Linked DNA regions of Zea mays: region 2 is linked to region 1. A link is a contact called in public Hi-C data. All regions are on one chromosome and are shown on one strand. The core of a region is the stretch at or near the end of the contact, and the rest is flanking DNA. Distances in the headings are between cores, read along the strand shown.

What was found. A called contact is a pair of places that touch in the nucleus more often than the background predicts.
Region 2: a contact with region 1 is called in a Hi-C map of ear, with 2.4 times the contacts expected there. The contact joins the promoter of LOC100502445 here to the promoter of LOC103653921 in region 1. A contact is called at or near these places in 2 of 25 Hi-C or Micro-C datasets (ear and tassel).

Annotation. Positions count from the first base shown.
Region 1 is chr4:161,824,747-161,831,061 of Zm-B73-REFERENCE-NAM-5.0, reverse strand. It overlaps LOC103653921 (Putative regulator of chromosome condensation (RCC1) family protein), which reads right to left and starts at 3,616. Exons shown (of 9, transcript XM_008680724.4): 1 at 2,786-3,616; 2 at 2,406-2,492; 3 at 1,707-1,796; 4 at 1,521-1,607; 5 at 1,238-1,432; 6 at 1-790. The coding sequence starts at 2,848. It also overlaps a transcript of LOC100273616 not described here.
Region 2 is chr4:162,356,249-162,362,943 of Zm-B73-REFERENCE-NAM-5.0, reverse strand. It overlaps LOC100502445, which reads right to left and starts at 2,103. Exons shown (of 3, transcript NM_001196923.2): 1 at 1,818-2,103; 2 at 1,598-1,703; 3 at 1-768. The coding sequence starts at 2,078.

The DNA.
Region 1 (6,315 bases), core at 2,367-4,866:
GAACACCAAATGCTCCATGTCCATATGTGAACAGCTTACCTGTGGAGGATACTATAGCTGTGTGCCACTGACCACATGCAATCTTCGCCACAGATATGCCATCTGAAGTTCTGATCAATTTATGCGGGAACCATGGGCTTCTTTGACACTGATTGGTCCCGAACCCTAGGCTGTCAATCCCTTCACCCCACTCATAAAGTTCTCCTGAAACTGAAACTGCACAGGTGAACTTTGCCCCAAATGCAATAGTCTTCACAGGCGTGGAGGAAAGTGAGTCGATGATTTTAGGGTCAGAGACACTGTCACTTGTCTTGTGTCCCAGTCTCCCTCCATTTTCCTCACCCCAAGAGAATACCTGACCCTGCTTAGTAACTATTGCTGCGTGTTTCTCTCCACAGGCAATGCTCTGCACATCAAGAATCTCTGACGATTTCAATAACCTTGGAAGTGATATATTGCTTGCTGATACATGTCCATGATCTGACATACGACCCAGAGCATCACCCCAGACAAAAATGTCCTTCAGAGAATCTGCTGCTGCATTGGATCCCTCAGATTGTTTGAGCTTAGGTATTTGCATAATTCTTTGGTCGTTAATTATTTCTGCAGATTTTATGTCTCTCAAATTATTTTTTACTCGATCTACCAATTCGGGACTAATCTTTTCCAAGTAGAAATCTAGTTCTGACCATGCTCTCTGTCTTGGAGAAAAGAATGGTTCGGAGCAATCCAAATTGTTACGCAGATACTTGTTCTGTATCAACCTAGGACTGCCATATAGCGAATTTACCTTCATGAAACAAATGATTGGAGAAGTTGTCATTTGAACAGTACAGGTAAAAACATGAGGCAATTGGAACCTATGACAGTCGTGATGGCTATTTACAGTCAACAGTCATGGTCTAGTACTTAACTAAAAAAATTGTCCCTCAAAGTATATGCGATTTAAAGGCATGTGGAAAGTGTTAGTTTAAATTCCATTATTATCATAATTTTCAGTTGCAAAATAGTAGTATAAAATATTTTCACTATAAACTAACAAGGTAACCATTATCAATATAACTTCAAAATGGTCTAATATGCCAGTCGTCATCAATATGTCCTTTTCTCAAGCATGGGATTCTGAACATCCAGTGTGGTATAAGAAATTTCACAAGCAGTGTGTCAACCTCGCACTTAGACAATGCTATCATATTCGTGCATAAAAATCATGACATGCATGAATTCCAGAATGAACCTTTGGGAAATTTCTTCCATCATGCACAGCAAAAAGCCTACTCCTTTGCTGAATATAGCTAGGAGGGCTATTCGTGCAGCTGTTTATCCGACGGCTGTTTGTTGAATCAATCAGAAGTAAAGGGGTGCATGGTGCTGATATTACGGCTGTAAGGCCTAAGTACCAGCATTCAGCTTGATCCCTATCTTTGCAGACCTGGGTAACATGATCCCCAAATAAAAGGTTATGTAAGTTAAATAAGTAAAGAGATCACAAAATCTAAACGCTCTGGGCTACTCCATACCAAGTCAAGTGAGGATTCACCGTTCTTGTATATAATTGACAAGGAGTGAGATTCCTTTTCTGGCCAATGTAGACGCAAAAGTTTTGTCTGCAGAATATTGAATTCTCAGAAAATCAGTGTCTTCCAACCATAATGTGTTACTACTAAGATCCAATAGCATATGTTTGGAAAGGGAAAGTTGCATACAGTCTTCTGTCCGAGAACTACACTGGACACTGAATTCAAGCTCAAACGTTTTCCCCTCTCTTTGGAGTACCATATTAGTGCTCTCTCATCCTGCAAATACAAAAATCTCAAATACGTAAGAGAACCAAAATATGGAGTGTATAGAAGTTGAAGATGTTCAGTTTCAGTTTACTCGAGTTCATCAATCTATAGCAAGCTTCTGAAACCCAATAAAACAAAAAATGAGCTTGGTTCGGATGTGGTTGAGCGGGATAAGGAGAAATAGTAATGTACTCCCTCCGTTTCTTTTTATTTGTCGCTGGATAGTGCAAAATTACACTATCCAGCGACAAATAAAAAGAAAAGGAGGGAGTATATAAGAATATAGTTTTGTCCTGTTGCCAGTGTCACACTAGGCCCTGTTTGTTTCCGCATATACAGATTTTCAGTGGAAAAAAAACGAGAACCTTGTGTCAAAAGTTGTAAAAGATCAATGTTGCAGCGATCAATCCTATCTCCTTTGGCAGTCAGGTAGTTGCCCTTCAGCCTTCAGAACTGGGGAGGTGTCACTATTAGCCTATAGATCCTTAGCTTGCCAACAAAACATTGGTGGAAAAATGAACTCTTGAGTGCGAGGTTGCGTAGCACAATGTCCCGTTTATAAAGAAAACTATGAAGCAAATGGAAGAAAATGTGTGAACATATAGCCGAACCACTCACATAAGACAGCCTGACAGTGCAGAATTTGGGCTTCCCTCTCTTCCCACATTTCAGGAGATGTGCGCCTTTCTTGAGAGCGACAATGGACTGTTAGGAAGGAACAAGCTGTCAACCACAAAGTGGCAGTGTTCGTCTCAGATGCATCTTTCCCAGCACTAATATTGTCTTCTTGTGCATACGAAAAGTATTAAACAAAAGAGCAGAAGAAGGAACAGGAATGCCACGCAGCGATAAACCTCAAGAAGCTGCAGAAGACGGATGACAACAGGAGGATGAAAACAGCGGAGGAGCATATCCTATGCGTAGATCTGCTCGAGGAGTGCCACTAATTCTCTGGACTGGACGAATGCGCAAGAAGAAGAAAAAAAACAGCCGCGTACCTGCTGGAGCTCGACTCCTCTGGTTGTGCTTGCAGAGCTGCTCCACTCGAAGCCCCCGGCCATTGCGGGTAGGCGTAGGCGTAGGCAGGCAGCTAGAAAAGATCAAGCGGACGGAAAGGCGGCATCACCGTGAGGCTTGAGCGAAGTCCGAGTCCAGGCCTCCTTTGATCAGCAGTGGGATGGATCGATGGAGCAAAAGATGGCAGTGAAGTGTGACGGAAAGAGCGCTGCAACTGCAAGGAAAGAATGGAAGCGAGCAGGAGGTAAAGAGAGAGTTGGGGTGAGGTGAAGAGAGAGAGGAGGGTGTAGTGTAGAGAGCTTGAGGACGGTGGGCTGGGCTGAGGCGAGCTGCGCGATTCAAGGGAGCAGGAACGGGAAACGGTGGCAGCGATTTCTAGCTATGCGCGCTTAACAGAGGAGATGCAGTCACGCAGAGGGTTCAGTGGTTCACATGCCACGCAGCACAGACAGACAGAGGACATCTCCGTGCGCAGCGGAAGCACAGGTGCACAACTGTGGTTCCAACCCTCTCTTTTTTTAGTAACTTTTTTTTTCCTGGCATAGTATTGCAGGATCTGTCGCGGTTGGCGGTTGCAAACAAAGCCCCAAGAAAAATCGGAAAAAATTTCGTTCCTTGCAAGTGCAACCAAAACGGAGAGGGCGGGGCGCGGAAGAGGCCGATGGTGATAGGAGCAGGCAGCACGTGCGCAGCGCAGGCAGGCAGGCGCTGCCCCGGCCGGCACGAACGACTCAGCTGCCCGCAGACGATGCCGTCTCGCTCGCACGGAGGAGGCTGTGGTGTCCTGATGCGGTTTCGCCGTGGACGACAGTGGAGTGCGGCCGCTGGCCATGACGGACGCGGACGGCGACGTCGACGGGGGGGGGGGGGGGGGGGGGGGGGGGGCTCCGTAAAAAAAATCCTGAGCTGGGCACCCTACTCCATGATGGATCTACTGCTTGGGCCGGACTAGTACGACGCGTGGTGGTGGTACACTGGTACTTGCTGCTTCGCTGACGGCGTCTCCATTTAATTACTTACTTCCCGTTCATCGTCCACCAATGATAAAAAGGTTTTAAGCTTGAGTAAATTTAAGGTACCTTGATTTGTGCAAATTCTACGGTCGTAGTTGAAGCGTACTACCCATTCCACCATCCCAAATCCCATCCTAGCTTCCCTGACACTGATTCGACCTGGCATTATGGGTGAAATTAACGGCGGTGGTTGATGCTATACCAGTGGGCCTCGTGGCTACTGATTATGATTACTCAAGATACGGAGCTCTGGTGTAGTCGCTTCGTACTATACGACGTCAGGGTTGGTAAGATCTGGCGATCTCGCCATGGGATTCTTCAGTAGCCTGACAGGATCAGTACAGTCCTACAGCGACAGAGCGTCAGAGCATGTCTCCAGGCAGCCCAGCAATTCGTGCGAGGCGAGCATGCGTTTGGGTTTGGCACAGAAGGGTCAAAAGGCAGCCATCGATTGCTGCTGCTCCTCGCGCCTGGCTGCCTCCTCTTTAGGGGCACCATGACAACATGAAAGCTCTTCCCCTTCTCGTTGCCGCCTGCTCTGCTCTGCTCCACCACCAAAGTCCAAAGTCGAAAGCCAAAGAGGAAAGAGTTAGGCGTCTGAACCATGCGTGCTCTTGTCTCCCGTTGGTTCGTTCGTTTCGTTGGCCGTCGTCGTTCAGTCTCATGAACTCCGTTGTATACGAAAGCCCCAACCCCAGTAGCACTGGCTGATCTTGGTTGGGGGCTTGGGGCCAGGCCGCCGTCAAACTCCTCCGTCTCTCCGCGGTGGTCCTTTTTTAACCACTGCATATATATTACCCAGCTATTTGTTCGTAGGACCCCTTCCAGCTCACGCGTCGTCCTTACCCACGCGGCCGTGATAACTCGGTGTCCAAAAGAAGAACACGTACTACGACGACGACCGATTCAGAAACTGTAGGCAGGCAGCCACGCTTTGCGCACAGTGAAGAGCAGCGTGCTGTGTGCCCTGCAGTGCAAGGCCGCCTCCCCCCCCCCCCCCCCCCCCCCCCCCAAGTGAAAAGAACTCCACTCCACCGAATCTTTCAACGTACTCTCCCTGTGTCTCGCGCACGCAAGGGGAGGACACATGCGGTGAAAAAGGTTGGTAAAGGCTAAAGGAGGGAGAGACATGGATGATTGGCACGGCGGTCGCGTGCCGGACATGGCAGAACAGAACAAACGGCCATGCTCAGTGTCGAGGTGGGTCGGCTGGGCCTTGGGCCTATACTGGATTGTCACTGTCCATGGGCCATGCATGGCTTTGTATTGGCTGCGACCGACCCTCTGCAGATCGGGCCACCTCGGTTCCTCACAGCTTAGTATCTCGTTAACAAAAACTGGCTTTGGTTCAGCTAGCTCGTTACACTAACCAGCCACAAGTTTAGCTTACTATTTTTTTCCTTGCTGCCATTGAGGTTATTCATTTAGGACATATACTACAGACTTTCGCAGTGCAGTTACGTACGTCACGGATTGGTTACCTGCGCAGACTCATTTGCAGTCTAGGACTGTCCTCAAAAGCAAGCCCAGTCGATCTATTGACGGGTTGTTCAGGCTAAGGGTATGATGCATAGACAGTAATGCAATGCAAGTATTATACTAATGCGACTACCCAATCAGACCCCCAGTGAAAGACGAAGACGAGTATTGATTCGGGAGAAAAAAAAAAGCAAAAACAAAGAAGAAAGGTGGATGATTTCACGATGGTTTGGGAAGTATCAAAAAAAAAACTAATGCTTGCTTTATTGCATATCGATTGCCCCCTGAGCATAATTTCAAGGCAAACTGCCCATTGACTTGCAAGCGAATAAGCGATGCGATTGCGAGGCCACACTGACAGGACAGGTCCCAGACTACTATCCTTCAAACGAAACATTAACTTCCACACCTGCCAAAAAAAAGAGTTAAACACAATCTAGTTCATCTAAACTGACAAAAACACGCCAGACTCCAAAAAGTCTTGACTCAACTCAATCATAAACTGCGCCATCGCCTTAGGCTTGGGTTTGAAGAATGACCTCTAGGACTTGACCGGCTGGCTGGCATTATAGTCATGTGGAGTTGTGGGCTACTATCGTCGGAGAAGCCATGATCTTCTTACTGAAAACCACATCGTTTCTAGTTTACTCAAACGTCCAAAGAGCACCTACCTGCACACACAGGTATCGTTATACTTCTCAACCCACCTTTCAAGTGATCCAGCACCTCAACAAGCCTCTCCAAAACTAGTGGGGGATAAACACCACCCCGACGGAAGAATGAAGCAACATGGCACTGACAAAAGAATGTGGTCAACGCTCTCCACTTTTATTCATGAGTTCTGCACTTGATTGAACCGGACCATTTCCTTTTCGTTAACTGAACTCTTCTGCATCGAATCCTACCCCTACCGTGGTAGGCCATCCAAAGGAAGACCTGAATCTTAAAAGGGACTCTACACCCTCGTATATCACTCGATCTAGTATTCTTAGCTCCAATAAATGTCATATGTCTATATA
Region 2 (6,695 bases), core at 854-3,353, 530 kb before region 1:
TCTCTCCCTCTAAAGTCTTCCACTCGCCGCTTGCAAATAAACCGATAAGAGAAGCTACTGTTGCCACTAGTGCTGTATATATCTGCATATTCAACACGACTGAGAAAGTTTCCTTCTTAATAACCTTCTCGAATGCGACTTGCATTAGAGAGAGAATTAGTGAGTATGTGGCCGAGGCTCCTAGGGTCAATGCGAAACCCAATATGTACTTCCCACGCGATAAACCATTGGTACCCTGAGAATCTTCGTCAACTCCAAGAAGCGCAGCGGAAAAGGTAAGGAGAATTACTGAGTTGAAAATGAATGGGGTGAACTTTTGAGCATTTAGGACATATGAGAAGACAGCATTGAAGGCCAGCTGACTAGCGCAAATGAGCGAATATGTTGATACAGGAAGGTACAACAGGCCATAGGAATACATCAAGTCATCGGCAGCAATGATGAGGCCCAAGACAACATATATAAGAGTAATTTTGGTGACAGAAGTCTCAGGGTTACTGGTGGTTGTTTGTGTAGAAGGCGATTTTGAACGGAACAGATATAGGGCGACGAACAGCACTGGAAAGCCAGCGGTTTGGACAAATGTGGACATCCACTTGCTATTTCCACCTTGGTTGTAGTAGAACCTGCCAAGGAGTGTCGATGCTGTCTGACCAGCAACGAGGAAGAAAATGTTCAGAGTTACCATCAGCCACCAATGCCAATGCTTGGTATGAGAGTTTTGAGGAGCTGTTTCGTTGGTAGATGAGGTTTCAGGTTTGGATGATCCTGCAAACAACATACAGAAGGCATTATGAACAGGTCATCCGGAACTATAAATGCTAAGCACTCAGGGTAACAGGAGACCCCCAAACTGAAACGCTGGTTTCTTAGACCAAGTGAAATCCAGCTTGGGTACTTTTCCTGACGAACAGGGCACAAACCCACAGTGCTCTAAAATTACCGCACACAAGAAATTGTCCACGGTATATCTATGACTTTTTCTGGAGAAAAAAAAAAGAAGAAGCAGCGCTGCTCCCCTAAAGCTCACATCATTATTCCCAAACAAGAAAAAGATAATACAGGCCTGGCCTGGCCATTGAAGTGCATAAAGTAAGGTTCCCTACACATCCTCATGAAATGTTTCAGATACTTGGAGTCGTAATTAACAGCTGAACCAACCCTATCGGACGACCAACCGAACATTCACTCAGTGTCAATGGCCAGTAACTGAAAACGCACGCACGAGCACATGGCACAGATGCAGCAATCACAAGACAGCCGTGACTCGTGAGCGCGCGCACTGAAGAAGGGAGATGACCCCAACCCCAATCCCGTACACGAACCAAAAACCCACTGACCCACCGGTACGCCACACACCAGAAGGTAATTCATCGAACACCTCTCGCGCTTGAGCGTTCCAACGACGTACCGCCGCTGACATAACCCGAGAAAAAAGAACATGTGTCGGGGACTCGGGGCTACCCACGCACTGCAGAGCAAATCCAATCTACGACAGTCCTTCCCGCGCTCCTCTCATCGCATCCTCAACGACGACCCGACATAGTTCACACTGTCCGTCGGAGAGAGAGAGAACGAGCGGAGGACTGACACTGACCTGCGATCTGCACGTGGACCTCGTCCTCCCTGTTGCCGCCTCCGCTCCCGCCGCTGCCGTCGTCGCCGGCCATGCCGCTCCCCGCGCGCGATCCGATGCGAGTGGGCTGTGCTGCGGAGGACGCGGCGAGTGAGGAGGAGGCGAAGAGAGGCGCGAGCGGTCAGCGACTCAGCGTGGGAGCGCCGCACGGGGGGGGTGGAAGGTTGGAAAAGCTGCGCACCTGCCTGGCTTCCTTCGCGTAGGAAGTAGGAACACGAGGGAGAAGTCCAGGGCACCGCTCTTTTTGGATGGACGTGGACCCTTGTAGATGGCACCGCGGGCGCAGCCTTTCCGCGTCGCTGTCGTGTCTGACCAAGGCCGGACGCCCTTTCTGATTCGCCCGCTCGCGGTCGCAACTTATTTTTCCTGCGTGCGGCCAGCGGTGCGGGGCCTTGACGGTGACGGATTGGTTTGTTTTCGGCAGTATGCCGGAGTTGACCATCCAAACCCGACTCCGGCCTTCTCCAAAAAAAAAACACCGAAAAAAGGTGCTTGTCGATGATGTGTTGGAGGAGAGCTGCTAGCGTTGTCACACGATTCTGCTGCTTAGCGCTCTGATCGGGTATTTAGAAGATCATGTATGTATATGATAGGTGGCGGTCCTGGGATTTTAGGGGTTCAGGACAAAATTTAAAATAGGACTATTCTAATTCTTTATATACATAAATATTATCAATATAAACACTTAAGATAGATCAAAAATATCTATATCAAGCAATAAGTAAATAAAAAGATACATATTATAATATTACTTTAAAATTTCCTTCTAACATGTTTAGATAAGATCGGATTATGAAAACATCGTAGCCATAAATTCTTTAGTATTTTGTTGCTAAACTATTATATCATACATTGATAGTCTAACTACTGAATTTATATTTAGCATTAAGCCTCTATAGATCTGGGGCCTAGGGCGGCCGTCGGTCTGCCTTAGCCCAAGGTCGTCGATGAATATGATATATGGTTATAGATGGCCAAATGAGCCGTGCCTAACGGACCGGCCTGAAACACGACCCGTTTAATAGTGCCGGGCCCGGCCCGGCACGAGAACCGTGACGTGCTTGGGCCGCTGTCTTGGCCCGCAGTGCCGGCCTGGCCGGCACGATTATATATTTTTTATTTTATAAAACATAGTATATATATTTACATTTTATATTAGCTATTTACAACAAATGCTCACGAGTTATATTGGTTAGTGTCCTTCAGTTAGGCGGGAGAACGTGACCAGTTAAACGGCCTGGCCCGGCACGCCGTGCCTGGGCCACGGCTACGGCACGGGGCCGGCCGGGCACGGCCCGATTAACCGTCGGGCCTGACGGGCCCGGGCCGGGCCGCCCGTTTGGGCACCTCTATATATGGTTGTACAAAACACTACTCACTCCGTTTCATTTTAGTTGTCGCTGGACAGTGCAAAATTGAACTATTCAACGACAAATAAAAATAAACGGAGGGAGTATTATACAGTGTAGATAAAATAGATGGTAGGGAATAAGATACGAGAGCCGCTGAATAGCCTAATGCTACATGCCTGTACAATCCGATCTCTACGGTGCAGGACTGCGGGTGCGGCGGGAGACGCTGGTCTTTTTTCTGCAGCCAAAGCGCGCCGCGACCGCGAGGCCAAGAAAATAACGTGAAACCGGAACAGGATGCTGCGCTTGTTGTCGTCGGGCACGGGAATGCGATTCCGCAAAGCCAGAGATGGCCAGGCTAGCGGCGCCGGTGCTTTGTACATACAGTATACATGGTTGCGTGATTTTTTTTTCTCCGTTGGATGGATGCTCGCAGCTCCTGACCGCACGTCGGTCGCGTACACGACGGCGCCGGTTGCGTATCCACAAGCTCTGACTTCGCCGGACGCCGCCCTCCCAATGAGCGAGACGTCAGTTTCGATCCACAAGCGACTACGACGACGGCCGGGAGCAGCAGCCGTAAAGAAGGTCCGGTGTCCACACCGTTCAGCTCTGGTGGTGGGCTTCAGCTTCGATCATCGTCCTTCATGGGAGAGGGCATCTCTTCAAGGCTGGTTTGGTGGCCAGAAAAATAGAGGTGATCTGTTGGTGAGAAATCTCCTTATTCAATGGTTACCAAATTAATCCTAAAACTTGTATGTCAGCCTCATAGCGTATTCTTGAAAGAATCCTAAGACCCTGTCCGCGGTTTGCCTATATGATCACTCAAAACTCTGTTTTGCACTGTAAACTGTATTGTTCATAGAGTGACGTTTAAAATAGGAGATTAAGATAGGATGAGTAAAGTGTTGAAGATATCTTAATAAGTGTTTTAAAAAATTAACATTAAATAAAATTTATAGAGGTCTAACAAACTGCGACACTTTCACAGAATTCTATGGTGATGTCGTGTTACACCATTTTTATGTGACGTCGTAAAACTATTGGCCAACACATAGAGCTTAACAACACTATAAAAATCAAACTTAGCCCAAACTTGAAGATGTTCAAGTCCACAGAGTATCTACACTCACAGATACACACAGCTAATTAGATCGTGTAAAAAGAAAATATTGCAATTCAAAACATAAAGGACAAGATACAAAAGTTAACAAATGGTTTAGCTTGCCACCAAGCTTGTCTACGTCCATATTATTGAGGAAGCCATAAAAGCTTTTGGTCTCTTTCTACTATATCCACTTCCCAAGTCCGACATCAAGGCTGAACTTGAGGGTTCACTAAGATATTTTGGAGAATACAAATTTTCCCATGTCTCACCACAAGTATGGGATCTCGCTGATACATCTAGTCGTCTAAGAGCAAGTTTAATAATATAGCCCACATCGGGCTTTATGATGTTGTCATGCTAGTGAACAGCCCGTTTCTAGTCTCTCCATTTCTCTTTCTTCCACATCACCACAAATGTGATGTGGCATATCCTGTAGCCCACCTACACCACCTTATTATACTTGCTCTAAGAGGCTTCATATTCAAGAGTAACAAAAGCACAACAAAAAATAATGAAGCCCAACAAAAGCCCAATGTTTGACTTGCTCTCTTTTGCTATGTACTAATTAATCACACACTCTCAGGAGAGAGCTCAAATAAGACTTGAGATGTGTTAGTAGTGAACTAAACACTACCAGCCGCACCATGAGGCATGGGATGGATATTGTGAACACAAGATTGACTTGTCCCTTATGGTTTAGGTTAATGATAAATGATTGTCAATGGATAGTGTCTCAGGTCGAGTCATGGACTGACCAAAGCGTGAGATTATGTGTTGTGCAATCATGTCGGTCGGATTGTGGTATGTGGGTGTGGAGCACAGGTACGGTGGTCGATAACGAAGGTGAAGGTCATGCAAATTCGTGCCGATGGACCAGGAGCGGTGAAGGACGAGCGCTGAAACTTGACCGAGGGACCTAAGTCGTCGGGGTGACTAGCCATGGTGGCTGACACCTAGGACAAATTATTGAATGACAAACTATTAAAGGACTAACCGATTTGCTAAGTGTTGAACAGGAAAGATGAGTATAATGCATATACTTCAGTGAGGAGGTAACTTTAGAACTTCTAGAGATGATGATGTCGACAAGTGAAGAGATAATTTATATTTAACATGGTTCTTGGATTCAATTTACATCTTATTAACCTTTATTGATTGCAAACTTGTTAGAAAGTTAGAAGGTTCTATCTACTTTGGTTGTGTTGGCATCAATCACAAAAAAGGGGGATATTTAAAGGAAAATGTGCTATGTGCCATTTTTAACTTAGTTTTGGTGATTAATGACAAGCACAATATCGAGATCTAACTAGTTTGCTAAGTGCACACTTGCAAGTTCATTCAAGTCAAATTGAGGTTTAAAATCCAATACTCAACTCAAACGAGGCTAGAAATGGGCAAAACATGGAGAAGGTGAGCTATGACAGGTTCACAGGTTTGAATAAGTACTAACTGCCCTAAGAAAAATTTCCGAGCACTTTAGATAGGTTATAGATGTCATATATTGCAACTTATGGTTCCTGTTTTGAGTTGAAATAGGGAATCTGAGTTGAAGATGGGCTAAGGTATAAATCTATGACTTAGACAAGTTGAATTGGAAAGCCAATTCAAATTGGAGAAAGTTATAATTTTTGCAACTGTGCAGAGGGTCCTTCTATAGTACCGCTCCGGTGGTGCAGATGATCGTCTGTCCATAGAGCCTCTAGATGACTTCATCGCCCCCTAGGTTTGATTCATTGGACCTAGCTCTCTATAGACGAATTGCTCGTTCTTGAGATTTCTATTAAAAATCATTGGACCTCAGTCTGGTGGTGCGCCGGACCTCACGGGTAACGGCTACTTCAACAGGCGGCTAACACGTGGCGGTACAATGTCAGCCAATATGGAAGGCGCTAATCAGGATCCCAGAGGATTAGCTACTGTTCTAGGTCCGATGGTGCACTAGATTAGTTTGATGCTTTCATAGAAGGCTATTTTCTAGCAGCTTCATCAACATCTCTTTTGTTCATTTAGGCTATAAATGGAACCTCTAGCCAACCTCTATGAGCACCCAAGCATCCTAAGAGCAAGTGATCACTCCCAAACACATTCACAACACGTTGGATTCATTCCAAGAGATCTAAGCACCAGTCTGAGTAGAACTAGACATCCTAGTGAGAGTGTGCTTCTAAGGCTGTCTTCAGCAGCGTCCCCTAAATTTCGTCCCCTAAAGGAATATTCCCTATACTTTACAGTACACTCTAAAAGATTCTGTCCTCTATATCTTCTGTGTCTCCAGCAACGTCCCCTAAATTCGATCCCCTAAAGCTACAGTGTTAACAGAATTCGTTTTTCCTTTTCTTTTTCTGTTTTCTTTGTTTTGTACCCATTTAATGGTACTCAAAGGATGCTAAAAAATTTGTAATCAATAATATTACAAATGATAATCTAAAAACTATTGTTCATTAATAATTTCGAAATGTACAAAATAAATAACATTGTATTTTATGTTGTGTGTAATTATTGTGGAAAAAACGTGACACAATATTTGAATCATACCAAAAAATGTTTACGAATTCACATGCTTCCACCGTAAGCCACGACACTTCTTCAACAAGCCATT